Regions from separate parts of the Ovis canadensis genome. Here region 1 is linked to region 2. A link is a contact called in public Hi-C data. All regions are on one chromosome and are shown on one strand. The core of a region is the stretch at or near the end of the contact, and the rest is flanking DNA. Distances in the headings are between cores, read along the strand shown.

What was found. Hi-C and Micro-C count contacts between places; a contact is called where the count stands out from the background.
Region 1: a Hi-C map of lung shows a contact between it and region 2, with 4 times the contacts expected there. The contact joins two enhancer-like sites. A contact is called at or near these places in 2 of 2 Hi-C or Micro-C datasets (fibroblasts and lung).

What each region holds. Positions count from the first base shown.
Region 1 is chr2:239,891,345-239,898,087 of ARS-UI_OviCan_v2, forward strand. It overlaps A3GALT2 (alpha 1,3-galactosyltransferase 2), which reads left to right. Exons shown (of 5, transcript XM_069574723.1): 4 at 199-336; 5 at 2,906-4,141. The coding sequence ends at 3,593. Among named protein-coding and RNA genes, the nearest start is that of A3GALT2, 9.4 kb to the left of the region's middle. Within about 2 kb of position 4,012, the one cell type or tissue checked has open chromatin away from gene starts, as enhancers often do. A contact at or near this core is called in fibroblasts, where this site is marked.
Region 2 is chr2:239,843,572-239,849,539 of ARS-UI_OviCan_v2, forward strand. All of the region lies in intron 6 of PHC2 (polyhomeotic homolog 2), which reads left to right. Among named protein-coding and RNA genes, the nearest start is that of A3GALT2, 39 kb to the right of the region's middle. Within about 2 kb of position 2,075, the one cell type or tissue checked has open chromatin away from gene starts, as enhancers often do. A contact at or near this core is called in fibroblasts, where this site is marked.

The sequences.
Region 1 (6,743 bases), core at 2,762-5,261, 50 kb after region 2:
AACCCTGGCAGGGCTTGGCACTCCACCCAGGGCCCCCCTCAGGTAGCATGTCTCCCACTACTCTGCTGGGTCTGGGATAGAGATTTCTAGGGGCAGGGCCTGGGTGGTCCCGAGGGCCCAGGACTAGGAGGGGTGGCAGTGAGCGTTCACCCAGCAGGTGAATGGACAAACCTGTCTCTCCCTCCCTGCCCCGGCCAGGGCCCGGCCTGAAGTCTTAACCTGTACTTCCTGGGGGGCTCCCATTATTTGGGATGGCACCTTTGACCCAGACGTGGCCCAGCAAGAGGCTGTGCAGCGGAACCTCACCGTGGGTCTGACTGTCTTTGCTGTAGGCAGGTAAGGTCTGGGGAGGGAAATGGTGCCATCCTAGCAGGAAGAAGGGGGGGTGCATGTGATGTAGCGAGTGGGGCACCCCATTATCCTGGGCCATAGGATGCCAAGGAGAAGCAGAGACAGCACCCCTTGTCCCAGACCCCCATGGCGAGGGCAGACCCCTCCTCCCTGGACACCAACGCCATGGAGTCCACCCGGCACAGGCAGCCAGGAGCTCAGAATCACAACCGAGAAGGAATCTGCCCAGGGTCTGGGGCAGATCCATCTGGAGGCCTTGGGTTTTCGGTGAGAAAATGGTCTTTTCAGGTGAGACTTGTGAGAGGAGATGACAACGACTGGGTAAACAGAGGGGCTGGCCCGGCGGCAGAAGGGCCCATGGCCAGTGGCTCAGGCACAGCACGCAACAAGGGGAAGCAGGAGGTTGGCCAAGCAATTCTGATGGCAGGAGAGGGACTGGGGAGCTGAGGGCTTTTGCAAGGGAGTGAATCTGGGCTGGGTAAAGAGGGATGTGAAGAAAGGGAGATGCTGAGAATGGCAGCGTCAGCAGACCAGAGGACTCTGAGGAAGGGCTGTTGGGGGTGGTATCACAGGACATGGGCTGGAAGGATGGGGGCTCCCAGAGTGGGACATGCGAAGGCTGCAGCTTTGGTGGGGGGCCCAGACTGATGATGACCAAGTCGAGATAGAGGCCATGGGGGCAGGTGACTGAGTGGGGAGGGGACAGAATCAGGACAGGAGGCCAATCGAGGATATGAGGGGCCCCCAGGTATGGAGAAGGAGCCCTGAGTGGTAGGTGGAGAAGAAATCTCAGGGCACTGACTTTTTTATCTCCCCATTATGGACAGCAGGCTCTCCAAGCTGGTATTCACCTTCCAGTAGTGATGCAAAGTTCTGCCTAAGAGGAGCAATCAGATCCTACAATCTAAGGGCACAGAGAGGTAGAGTTTAAGGCAATCTAAGGAAAAGTTTCTAATAATGGAACAGGCTGCTTTGGGAAGGCAGTGAGAGCTTTGCATCCAGAAAAAGATATGCAAAAGTCTGGGGAAGGAATTCTGTCATCAGACACCCCAGACAACTGCTCAAGTTTCCTCCAAATTTGTCCCCCACACTCTGGAAGGGAGAGAAAGTCAGGAGGGGCCCTGGAAGGCCACGGAGCAAACAGGACAAGGGCTGACCAGGGAGCCAGGCGGGCAGAACTGTGGCCTCTCCAGGACCTTGGTGCCCCCACTTCTGTTCTGGATGCTGAGTAAGGGGTTTCTCCACCAGCCTTCATAACTCAGTTGGTAAAGAATCCGCCTGCAAAGCAGGAGACCCTGGTTCAATTCCTAGGTCGGGAAAATCTGCTGGAGGAGGGATAGGCTACTCACTCCAGTATTCTTGGGTTTCCCTTGTGGCTCAGGTGGTAAAGAATCTGTCTGCAGTGCGGGAGACCTGGGTTCGATCCCTGGGTTGGGAAAATCCCCTGGAGAAGGGAAAGACTATCCACTCCAGTATTCTGGCCTGGAGAAAATTCCACGGGCTGTATAGTCCATGTGGTTGCAAACAGTCGACACAACTGTACCGATTTTCACTTACACTTTCACTTTCCACCAGCTTGAGGGACCCAGAGTCTCTGGGACCAGAAGTTTCAGGGTCCTAAGTTCCAAGGTTCTATAAACCCAACATAGGACGCTGAGGCTTCTAAGGTCTCTAACTCCAGCTTCTCCCAGTTCCACCCAGAATAGAGCAAGTGCAGGTAAGGATACAGGCTCTAATGCCAGGCTGGGTTCAAATCCTGGTTTCACACTTATCAACTGTGTGTACACTTGGAAAAGTTAATAAAGCTCTCTGTGACTCAGTTTCCTCACCTGAGATAAAGATAATAATGGTGAAGATTAAATGAGATAATGCACATTACTTTGAAAACTGTCTGCCACACGATCAATGTTCTAAAATATCAGGCATTATTACTATTATTTTATGACCCCAGGATTCCAAGGTGTGTTTATAGAAAGTTACTAGTATTGCAAACATCCCACTTACCTAGGTTTGTGGTTTGTCACCACAAACTCAATGACATTGCTCACGGTCTTGTGGCTCAGGAATTCCGACAGGGCTCAGCAGATGGGGCCCCTCCCTGCTCCCAAACGTTTGGGTCCCCACCGGGCCAGTAGCCTGCGGAAAACCAGGGGGCGCTTTTCTCCGTGGCTAGCTCAGGCTCTCTCACTTCGTGGCAGCCTCAGAGTGCTTAAGCAAAGGGCCAGAGCTCTAAAGAGACAAAGGGTAACGGGCCAGTCCTCCCAAGGACCAGAACAGCGTCCCTTCCTTGGGACTCTACTGACCTACGCGGTCAGGGAGTGCCATGTTCAAGGGCAGGGACACAGAGCCCCTGTGGGCAGGGATGGCAAACAATGGGCAATGATTTTTAATTCACCTCGGACGACTCTGGGGCTGAATAGTTTTGGAGTTCCGGGGCCTGGGGTTGCAGGATCCCAGGAAGGACATGGGGAGGGCTGGTAAGCCCGAAGACTCCTCGGACTCCGGAGGGCGCAGCGGCCGGGCTGATTTGGCCCGGCCCCGCCCCGCCCGGCAGGTACCTGGAGAAGTACCTGGAGCGCTTCCTGGAGACGGCCGAGCAGCACTTCATGGTGGGCCAGCGCGTGGTGTATTACGTGTTCACCGAGCGTCCGGCCGCGGTGCCCCGCGTGCCGCTGGGCCCGGGCCGCCGGCTGCGCGTGGAGCGCGTGGCACGCGAGCGCCGCTGGCAGGACGTGTCCATGGCGCGCATGCGCGCGCTGCAAGCGGCGCTGGGCGGCCGTCTGGGCCGCGAGGCGCGCTTCGTGCTCTGCATGGACGTGGACCAGCACTTCAGCGGCGCCTTCGGGCCCGAGGCGCTGGCCGAGTCGGTGGCGCAGCTGCACGCCTGGCACTACCGCTGGCCCCGGCGGCTACTGCCCTTCGAGCGCGACGCGCGCTCGGCCGCCGCGCTGGGCCCCGGGGAGGGCGACTTCTACTACCACGCGGCCGTGTTCGGGGGCAGCGTGGCGGCCCTGCGGCGGCTGACGGCGCACTGCGCGCGGGGCCTGCGGCGGGACCGCGCGCGCGGCCTGGAGGCGCGCTGGCACGACGAGAGCCACCTCAACAAGTTCTTCTGGCTGCACAAGCCCGCCAAGCTGCTGTCGCCCGAGTTCTGCTGGAGCCCCGAGATAGGCCGCCGGGCCGAGATCCGCCGCCCGCGCCTGCTCTGGGCGCCCAAGGAGTATGCTTTGCTGCGTAGCTAGCGGTGCCCTGGGCCCTGGAGGTCCCAGATGCCGGCGGGGCCCCTTCTGGAAGGGGTGTGGAGCTGGAAGGGACAGAAAGACTGCATGAAAACCTGCCTGGCTGCGGGGATGGGGGGCGGGGGATTGGAGGAGGCCTGGCCTTGGGGAAGTGCCTCTCCGAGGCGGGCGGTCCATCCCTTCCCCAACTTTGTACAGCAACCCAGGCACCACCAGCTGCCTGGAAACCTTTCACTTCTGACCTTATTGAGTTCAGCAGAGGCCCCACTCCCAAAGAGATGTTTTAGCCCCTTCCTCATAACCCCACTTAAAAAAAAAAAAGTGGGACTGAGGCCCAAAAAGGGAACGTAACTGTCTAAGGACCCAGAGCATCTGTGAGTCAGTCAGTGAGGTCAGCAACTGGAAAGTCAGGACGGGCCCGCAGGCCAAATAGCTGCCGCTGGGCAGGAGCCCCAGATGGAGAAACACAGTGGCATCCGGTTCACCTCCCCCGCTCTCGGCACGGTTTGTACATATTTAAGCAATACAATAATAAAAGACATTATTCCACAGTGTCCTTGTGGCCCTTTCTCCTGGAGAATCCAAATTCATAAAAATAACATTTCCTCGCCATGGGACCCACGGCTGTTTAGCCATAGTGTCTGGGAGATAAATTTCCTTATCGGTGGCTGCTCTCCAGACTCTTCATCCTCAGTAGAGAAAGATGCAGGTTCCGAATGGGAGCATGATGTCATCAGGCCTTCCAGGAAAGGTGGTTCCCTCCGGGAAATAGCTGCAGAGTTGGGGAAGTTATCTGCTGGAAGTCCCTGAGATATTGTCTTAACAGCTGAAAACTAGAGGCCCAGAGAGGGTGGGATTTCCCTCTGGGTCTCCTGAACCGTGGCTGTAGTGTTCTCCTAGACCTTCAATTTTTAACAGCCTCCACTGTTTCCAGGTGGGACAACAGTTCTGTAAGCCAACTCTGATGGCTTTTACACACTAACCATTTTCTCACACCATTTTTACAAACATTTTATCAACACAGTTGATGATGATCTACTCTCTCCAAAGCAGTTCCTAGGTCCCAGTGTCTCCTGCCTAAACTAGATTAGCAGAACCCAGGAGGCCTTTTGGATTCTGGGTTAGAGCTAAGAACAGGCCAGGTGTGCCTGAGAATAGGTTATGACTTGATGACTATAAGCTGACATCCCTTCCTCTGGTGGGAGACTGTCCCCCTTACCCTGCAGCATTCACTAAAAGCCACACAGACCGACTCCTCGGCCAGCAGAGACCTGAGTTCGGGCCAGTAAGACCTGGTTAGGAATCAACTCCCTTTCTGACTCTGTGCATGGTTGTGGACTAGATCCTCAACCTTTGTTGAGTCTGTTTTCTCACATGTAAAGTGGGGATGCCAGTCACCCTCCACGCAGGTGTTGTGACACTCCAGAAAATAACTTGCCTTCTCCCTCTCCTTGCCTGCCTCTTCTCCAGCAAGTTCAAGGGGTGCAGAGGAATCAGCAAAGGCCAGCCATTTCATGTTTTGAAGAGGAAGTGATGGCAGGAGTCAGGGGTTTTCTGCAGCTGGGCTGGAGCAGCCTCCTGTGGTGGGTTGAGATCTTTCTGAGGAGGGGGAGGGGTCAAGGAAGCTGCAGGGGAACAGAGTGGATGATCACTTGGCCCAGAGGCCCACCATGGGGGGTGGGGCTGTACAGCCAGGATAAGCTTCTGCAGCTTCTTCAGGATCCCTGTCAATCACTGTTCTCAGCACCCATTCTGCGACCCTCAAGGACCTAATAAGCTCCTGAGAGCTTCTAGGTGAGCCAGTGAAAATCAGACTCCCAGTCCCCGTCGTGTCACTGCTACATGCAAAATCTTCACCTGTCCAGCCATCCCTAGTGCGACGCCAGCTCAGATGTCCAAATTCCCAAACTTCGACAGCCCTCTGGGTTATGCACCTCATTGAGCCGACCAGCCTGCCTAACGAGGTGCATAACACTCTGTAATCAGAGCTCACTGATCATAAAGGACATAGATTCATCAAGGATACATCAAATAATAACAACAATTACATTTATTGGGTACTTACTGTGTGCCAGGCACAGTTCTAAGCCTAGTATCTATTGATTCATTCAATTCGCATATCCATCCTATAAATCACTATTATTTTCCTCAACCCATGAGAAAATCGGGCACAGAGAGGTTAACTAACTTACCTGCTGCTACACCATTCCATTCAGTTCAGTTGCTCAGTCATGTCTGACTCTTTGCAACCCCATGAATCACAGCATGCCAGGCCTCCCTGTCCATCACCAACTCCTGGAGTTCACCCAAACTCGTGCATCAAGTCAGTGATGCCATCCAGCCATCTCATCCTCTGTCATCCCCTTCTCGTCCTGCCCCCAATCCTTTCCAGCATCAGGGTCTTTTCCAATGAGTCAACTCTTCGCATGAGGTGGCCAAAGTATTGGAGTTTCAGCTTTAGCATCAGTCCTTCCAATGAACACCCAGGACTGGTCTCCTTTAGGATGGACTGGTTGGATCTCCTTGCAGTCCAAGGGACTCTCAAGAGTCTTCTCCAGCACCACAGTTCAAAACCATCAATTCTTCGGTGCTCAGCTTTCTTTATAGTCCAACTCTCACATCCATACATGACCACTGGAAAAATCATAGCCTTGACTACATGGACCTTTGTTGGCAAAGTAATATCTCTGCTTTTGAATATACTATCTAGGTTGGTCATAACTTTCCTTACAAGGGGTAAGCATCTTTTAATTTCCTGGCTGCAAAAAATCACCATCTGCAGTGATTTTGGAGCCCCCCAAAATCAAGTCTGACACTGTTTCCCCATCTATTTCCCATGAAGTGATGGGACCAGATGCCATGATCTTCGTTTTGTTGAGCTTTAAGTCAACTTTTTCACTCTCCACTTTCACTTTCATCAAGAAGCTTTTTAGTTCCTCTTCACTTTCTGCCATAATGATAGTGTCATCTGCATATCTGAGGTTATTGATATTTCTCCTGGCAATCTTGATTCCAGCTTGTGCTTCTTCCAGCCCAGCATTTCTCATGATGTACTCTGCATATAAGTTAAATAAGCAGGGTGACAATATACAGCCTTGATGTACTCCTTTTCCTATTTGGAACTAGTCTGTTGTTCCATATCCAGTTCTAACT
Region 2 (5,968 bases), core at 825-3,324:
AAGAAGGAAGCCATGTTAGTGGAAACAAATGGGACCTTCTTTTTCTTTTTTTTTAAGAGGAGAACCTTGTTCATATAAATGGTCCATCATTTAATTTTCTTTTATTTGGCCACACCATGTGTCATGCCGGATCTTAGTTCCCCATCCAGGGATCGAACCTGTGCCCCATGTAGTGGGAGCACAGAGTTTTAACCACTGGACCACCAGGGCAATCCCAAATAAGACCTTCTTCACAATGGGTACCATGATTCTCAGGGTACCAAATCATAGCTCTTCACCTAGGCAGTGGAGGTTTGGCAGTTACACTATTTTGTAATTCTCTAAGAGTCAGCAAAAAAAAGGACAGGGGCTAGCCAGAGGCATGTAAGAACCACACAGGGAGATGAGGAAGTGAGAAGTTTATTTTCTCGTCACTCAACAGACATTTGTTGACTAATATGCATCGGTTATGTTGCCAGTTCCGGGGGTGCCGAGATAAATAAGACATGGGCCCTGCCTCCCAGGTGGGCAGGGTCTGGAGAGACAGATGAGTACAGCCTGTCATAGATGTTAGCTCTGAGCCCTGGAGGATCACAGAGGCACCATCTAGCCTGAGGGAGAGGAGCCAAGAAAGGTTTGCCAGTAAGAGTGGTACTCAAGAATAAATCTTGCAGATTAAAAAAGTAATAATCTAGCAGATTATTTATGAGGCAAATTATATGAACAGGATGAATCAGTATTCCCTAGGGCTAGATTCTCCCTGCTGCTAAACTTCTCCCAGCGCTGCCTACTGAAGGCAATCCTTGATGAGGAAATCTGCCAGCAGCCCTGGAGGCCAGACTAATCAGTCTCGGCAAGAAGACCAGGCTCTCATAGCACAGAAATGTAGTGATGGACCATGTGACCTTGCATTACAGATAGAGTCACCCTGGTCACATCCCTGAAATAACGACTCCCACTCTGTCCTCACCCAGACCATTTTACCGTCCAGTCTAACCTGCGTTTTTATTTTTCTTGAGAGCCTGCTTTGTGCTTGTTACTAGATAACCGCAATGATCAAAATGTGATTTCTCACCTAAAGGAGGGTGCAATCAGAAGAAGGGAGATAGATTCTTAAGCAAATCCATTTGATTTCATAATTGCCATTGTAGGAGTAAGTGTGAGGTACGGGGGGGCCTAGATGGACACCTCTGTGCCAGGCAGGATGGATCAGAGATGCTGTCCCCCCAGGGAAATGGCACTGGATATTGAAGCAGGAGTCATTTCCCCAACAAAAGAGGGGAAGACATTCTGGACAGATCACAGAGGCATAGGTAGAGCCTTGCGATGTGAGCTGCGAAGAGCCTGAATTCAAGTCCTTTATTCACCCTCTGGAGGCTTCAAGGACAGAGGTGGTCTCTGCCTCCAGTGGACCCTCTGAGCTGAGGCAGGCAGCTTTCTGCAGAAGCTTAACCACCCTGTGACTCTGGGCCTTTCTTCCTGTCTGGCATTGCTTTCTCCAGAGACTAGTCCAGCTTCTTCCTTTTATGGAGAAATAAACCGAGGCTCAGAGGGTAAAGTCTGGGTGGGGGGAGGTGGGGTGTCTTAAAATGAGCTGATATCAGCTGAGACTAAAGCAAGGACCCCAAAATAACATTTCTCCTACCTCCTCATGCCACCTACAAACCATAGAGCAACATCTGCATTTCAAGACTTCCTGAGAATCCCGTTTCTACCCAGGTCAAAACATAACCCCTGCCTAGATCTAAGCCAGTGCCCACCCCCCAGATTCTAAGGACCCTTCAATGGAAAGACTAGTTCTTAGGTTTCCTCCTAAGGCTCCTAGGCAACCCTGGGGCCTCAAGAAAACTGAACACAAAGGGGACCAGCACTGATAAAAACGTCTGATGTGTATTAGACAACACGCTGGGCTTTTTTATGTACCCCACCTCTTCTGCCTTTCAGAACAACCCCTGTAGATATTTTCATCCATTTTACAGATGAGAAAACCAAAGTTCAGAGTGGTTACCCAAGAAATTACTATAAATATCACTCAAGGTCACATCAGTATTACGTGGCAGAACTGGAAACCAGCTCCACGTCTGGCTGAGTCAGACAGTATGCTCTTAATCATCAAGCCGTGTTTGCCTCTTTCAGCTCTTTTGGGGCTTCCTAGGCCTTTCTTATTCCTGACCCAAAGTTCAGAGAGCCTCGTGGTTCTCAGATTGTTCTGGGTTTTACAGAGTCTAGCAGAGGGCTCTCTTCTCTTGAGCCTTGATAAAAGGGAAGGCCAGTGAGTTACAGACCAAGGCCCAGGGCCCCAGCTGTGGCCTAAGACTAACAGTATGTGGCTATAGGCAGTACAAGAACTCTTTGGAGCAGCTGTGAGTCGCAGACCACAAAGACTCTCTCCCCAGTGACAGGAATCACTAGGCTTTGCATTGTTCTGCCTCCCACTGTCCCCCCTGTTCTTCACTTCCCCTCCCACCCCTTCCTCTCCGTGGTTCTACTCCCCACCCTCAACAGCCCAAATGGAAGGCAGCGGGGAGGCTTAAGATGCTAACAGATCCTTTTAGGGCTTCTAGAACAAAAAAAAAGTCTGAAATAATTCTCCTGACCTGATGGGGGTGGGGAGGGGGTGGCCAGGAGCAGCACCTGCCCTGGGCCGCCACTGTTCCCCAGGCAGGAGGTAACTTCTGGCCTCCTGCCCAGCCAACACACTGTGAATGAACTGCGGGGATCAGAGTGTGTGCGCATGCGTGTGTGTGTGTGTGTGTGTGTGTGTGTGTGTGTGTGAGTGTGAGAGAGACTGAGAGAGAGGGACTGGGGAGCGGAGTGGCAGGTTTTGTTTGTTATTGAAGCATTTTTTGAGCTGGCTGGCTGGTTGCCCCCAGGGAAAGTAACCAGTGGAGACTTGTGATGGGGGGCAGTGTCGGCGGGGAGGAGAGCAGGAGGAATGTGTTCTCTGGGGGCCGTTCCCTCCCCAGCAGGCAAATGCTGCAGTCCCAGCTGGGACTGCTCCCACTGACAGCTGTTTGGGGGCAAAGCCCCTCCCCCCATGGCAAGCTCCCTGCTGTTCCTGCTCCTGTCACCTTGGCAACGGGCTTCTTTAGGCTCTGCAAATAGAAAAGGTCCCTTATGCCCGGCAAAGGGGTGGGTTGGTGGGTGGGGGAGGGGGGAGGGGGCAGAGAGCAGAGCAGGGAGGTTGGGCCTCGCAGTGTGATGGAAAGACTGAGACTGAACCAGGAGGGCAGAAGAGGGGTCCCCAGAGGCCTGGCCTCCAGAGGAGATGGGGATGGGGGAGGAGCTGGGTCACAGCTCCTGATAAGAGGCTTGGTTCTTGGAGTCCTCATTCTAGTGGCTCCACTCAAGGCCCCTGGACATACACGCAGGCCCAAAGGTGAGAAGAAAGTGGCTGACCAGGAGGGAGATGCTGTCATAAGAGAGCCGTCCAGTCACTAGAAATCCTGGGAGCTTTTCACACAATTGTGCTCCAGATGCCGGTCTTTGTTCTGTCTCTTCGTCCCTCCTCAGGTCTCTGGAAGGAGAGAGAATTCACTGTTGGGAAGGCCTGCCACACAGTGGCTTTGTTTTTACCACAGAGAGGGTTTTGTGTCAGGGAGTAGTGATTCTGTCTGTGAGAAGCTGGACAATGTGACGCGTGCTGATTCCAGGACCCTTGGGTACCATATTACCCTCCCAAAGCACCTGCCAAACTGTGGGGTAGAACACACTTTTGCTGAGGAAGTTCAGTAGAAACGAAAACATTACACGAGGTCCTGTTTTCTGGCTCCAGCAATTTTAATGTTAAAATCACGCAACCAATTATGACGATCATTTCAGTTACCCACTGTAGGACCAGATTGAGATTACTAAGCATCTCCTCCTTGTATTAGGTCAGGGTTGGGAGAAGCCAGCAGATATCAGCAGAGAAGTTTTATATTTGTTGAACATTTCTCACCATGGGTGTGCATGTATGTGAGAGAGAGAAAGAAGAGAGGCAGACTGTGTGCCTTGGAACTGCCGGGCATTCCTTCTTTCCCCAACTCTTTCCCCCTAAGCTCCTCTTAGGTTACATCCATGGTTGCTACCAGTAATGATAATTACCAACCAATAATGAACAACCATGTTCCAGGCACTGTACTAAATGCCTAACCTACATATCTCATTTACTCCTAGCAATAATTATTCATCTCACAAATGAAGAAGGTATGGCTCAGAAAAAAATAATTAATTACCATCTCCATATAGCTTTCCCTCCTTAATTGTTCAATTCAGCTCCACAAATACTCATTTAGCACCTATTATGTGCCAAACACAATGCCAACCATATGGGCATTAGAGCTGAACAAGTGTAAATTCTAAGAGGGGCTATGGAAATTTGAGTTGCGCCTTGAAAACTGAGTATGTCTCCAGAACAGAAGTGAAGGGGATTATCTCAGCTGGCACTGGGAGACATCTCTGCCCAGAGTGGCCACGTGGGCCTGGGACCATCTGTGCACGTAGGTGGGCCCTGCAGCTCCTTGCTTCTCCCCGGCCCCACTGCCATTAGCTGTGGGACTCCCAAAACGCTCAGTCCATCCATCCCCTGTCGTGTTTGACTCTGACACCTCTCTTCTAGCAGACCTTGCCTTTTCTTACATTTCAGATGCCTGCCCCCAGTGTTCACAGATGACTCCTCAGTACACATCCAACTCTGCCCCCCCACCCCCGCCCCCAGCGATTTCCAGCTGTCTATGGGATCCTCCCATGAGGATGTCACCCCACCTGCATACACATTTTTTAAATTTGGAAATTCATACATCAAACCCCAAAGCTGGAAGTCTCCCTCTTCAGAAAGGATCCCCCTTTCCCCGTTCCTGGCCACTGTCCACAGTCATCAGGTATTCCTGGACCCAGGCTTACAATCTCAGGACAGTTTTGATTCATTTCCCTTCAGGGAGGCAGGAGTGTTAGAATGGGAAAAGCATAGGCTTCACAGTGAGACCTGGTTTCAGACCCCAGCTTCATCACTTACTGGTTCTGTGACCAGCATCCTGTTACTTCATCTCTGTAAACCTTGATTTCTTCATTTATGAGACTAAGATGGTTATTTTCACCACATGCTACAAAGATGGATGAGATGCGATGTGTCCAGCACTGAGCAGGCTCACAGTAGATGCTCGTTCCCTTTCACTCCTTATTCCCACCCTCCATCACCACCCACTTTCTCACCATGTTCTGACCATATTTTCTCTGTGTCAGCTCCCAGGTTTGCTTAAGGCCTGCTGACCGTATGAGGTTTAACTGACCACCTGACCCTCCTCCCATACCTGCCAGAGTCACCTTCCTCAGAGACTTGCACCTTGCTTGTTTAGAAACCTTCACTGCGTCTTTTATTTCCTGCTTCATCGGGTCACAGGAGGTATTCAATAATTAGCACGTTAATGACTTCTGACCACTGACTCTGACTCTGGGTGGGGGACTCAAGACCCCAGAACTACTGTAATTGCTCAGGGCTCCCCCACACAGATCCTCCCCCTCTCCTCCCCCCAACCCCGACCCCTTTGTGACCAGCGTGACCCGTGCAGGCCTTCCATCTCTCCTCCTGGCATCACACTCCCCCTTCCTCACCCATCCAAGATTACCTCCAAAGTTTTCAACAGCCTCCAACTAACCCTTGAAAGCCTGCCGTCTTAATTTGCACTTGCTGACTGCGCCCTTCACTCACCCGTCAGCATTTTTCAAGCATTTATGAGATCCAAGACACCCCGCCTCATGTGTCAAATGAAGTCAATTTTCCCTGAATCTGCGGCATTGTAGAAGTCTCCTGGAAACAACTCCCCTTGCTAGTAACATGGGAACACTGCCCATTTGCCTCAGAGGCTGCTTGTAAGGAATAAATGAGACTCAGATTATAAGAATGCTTTGAGTTCAAAGCAATATATACATAGCAGGTAGTATTTTAAGAATAGCTACGGTGTATTGTGCATCTTCTCAGCATGAACAAAGGCAGTGAAACTCTCCTCTT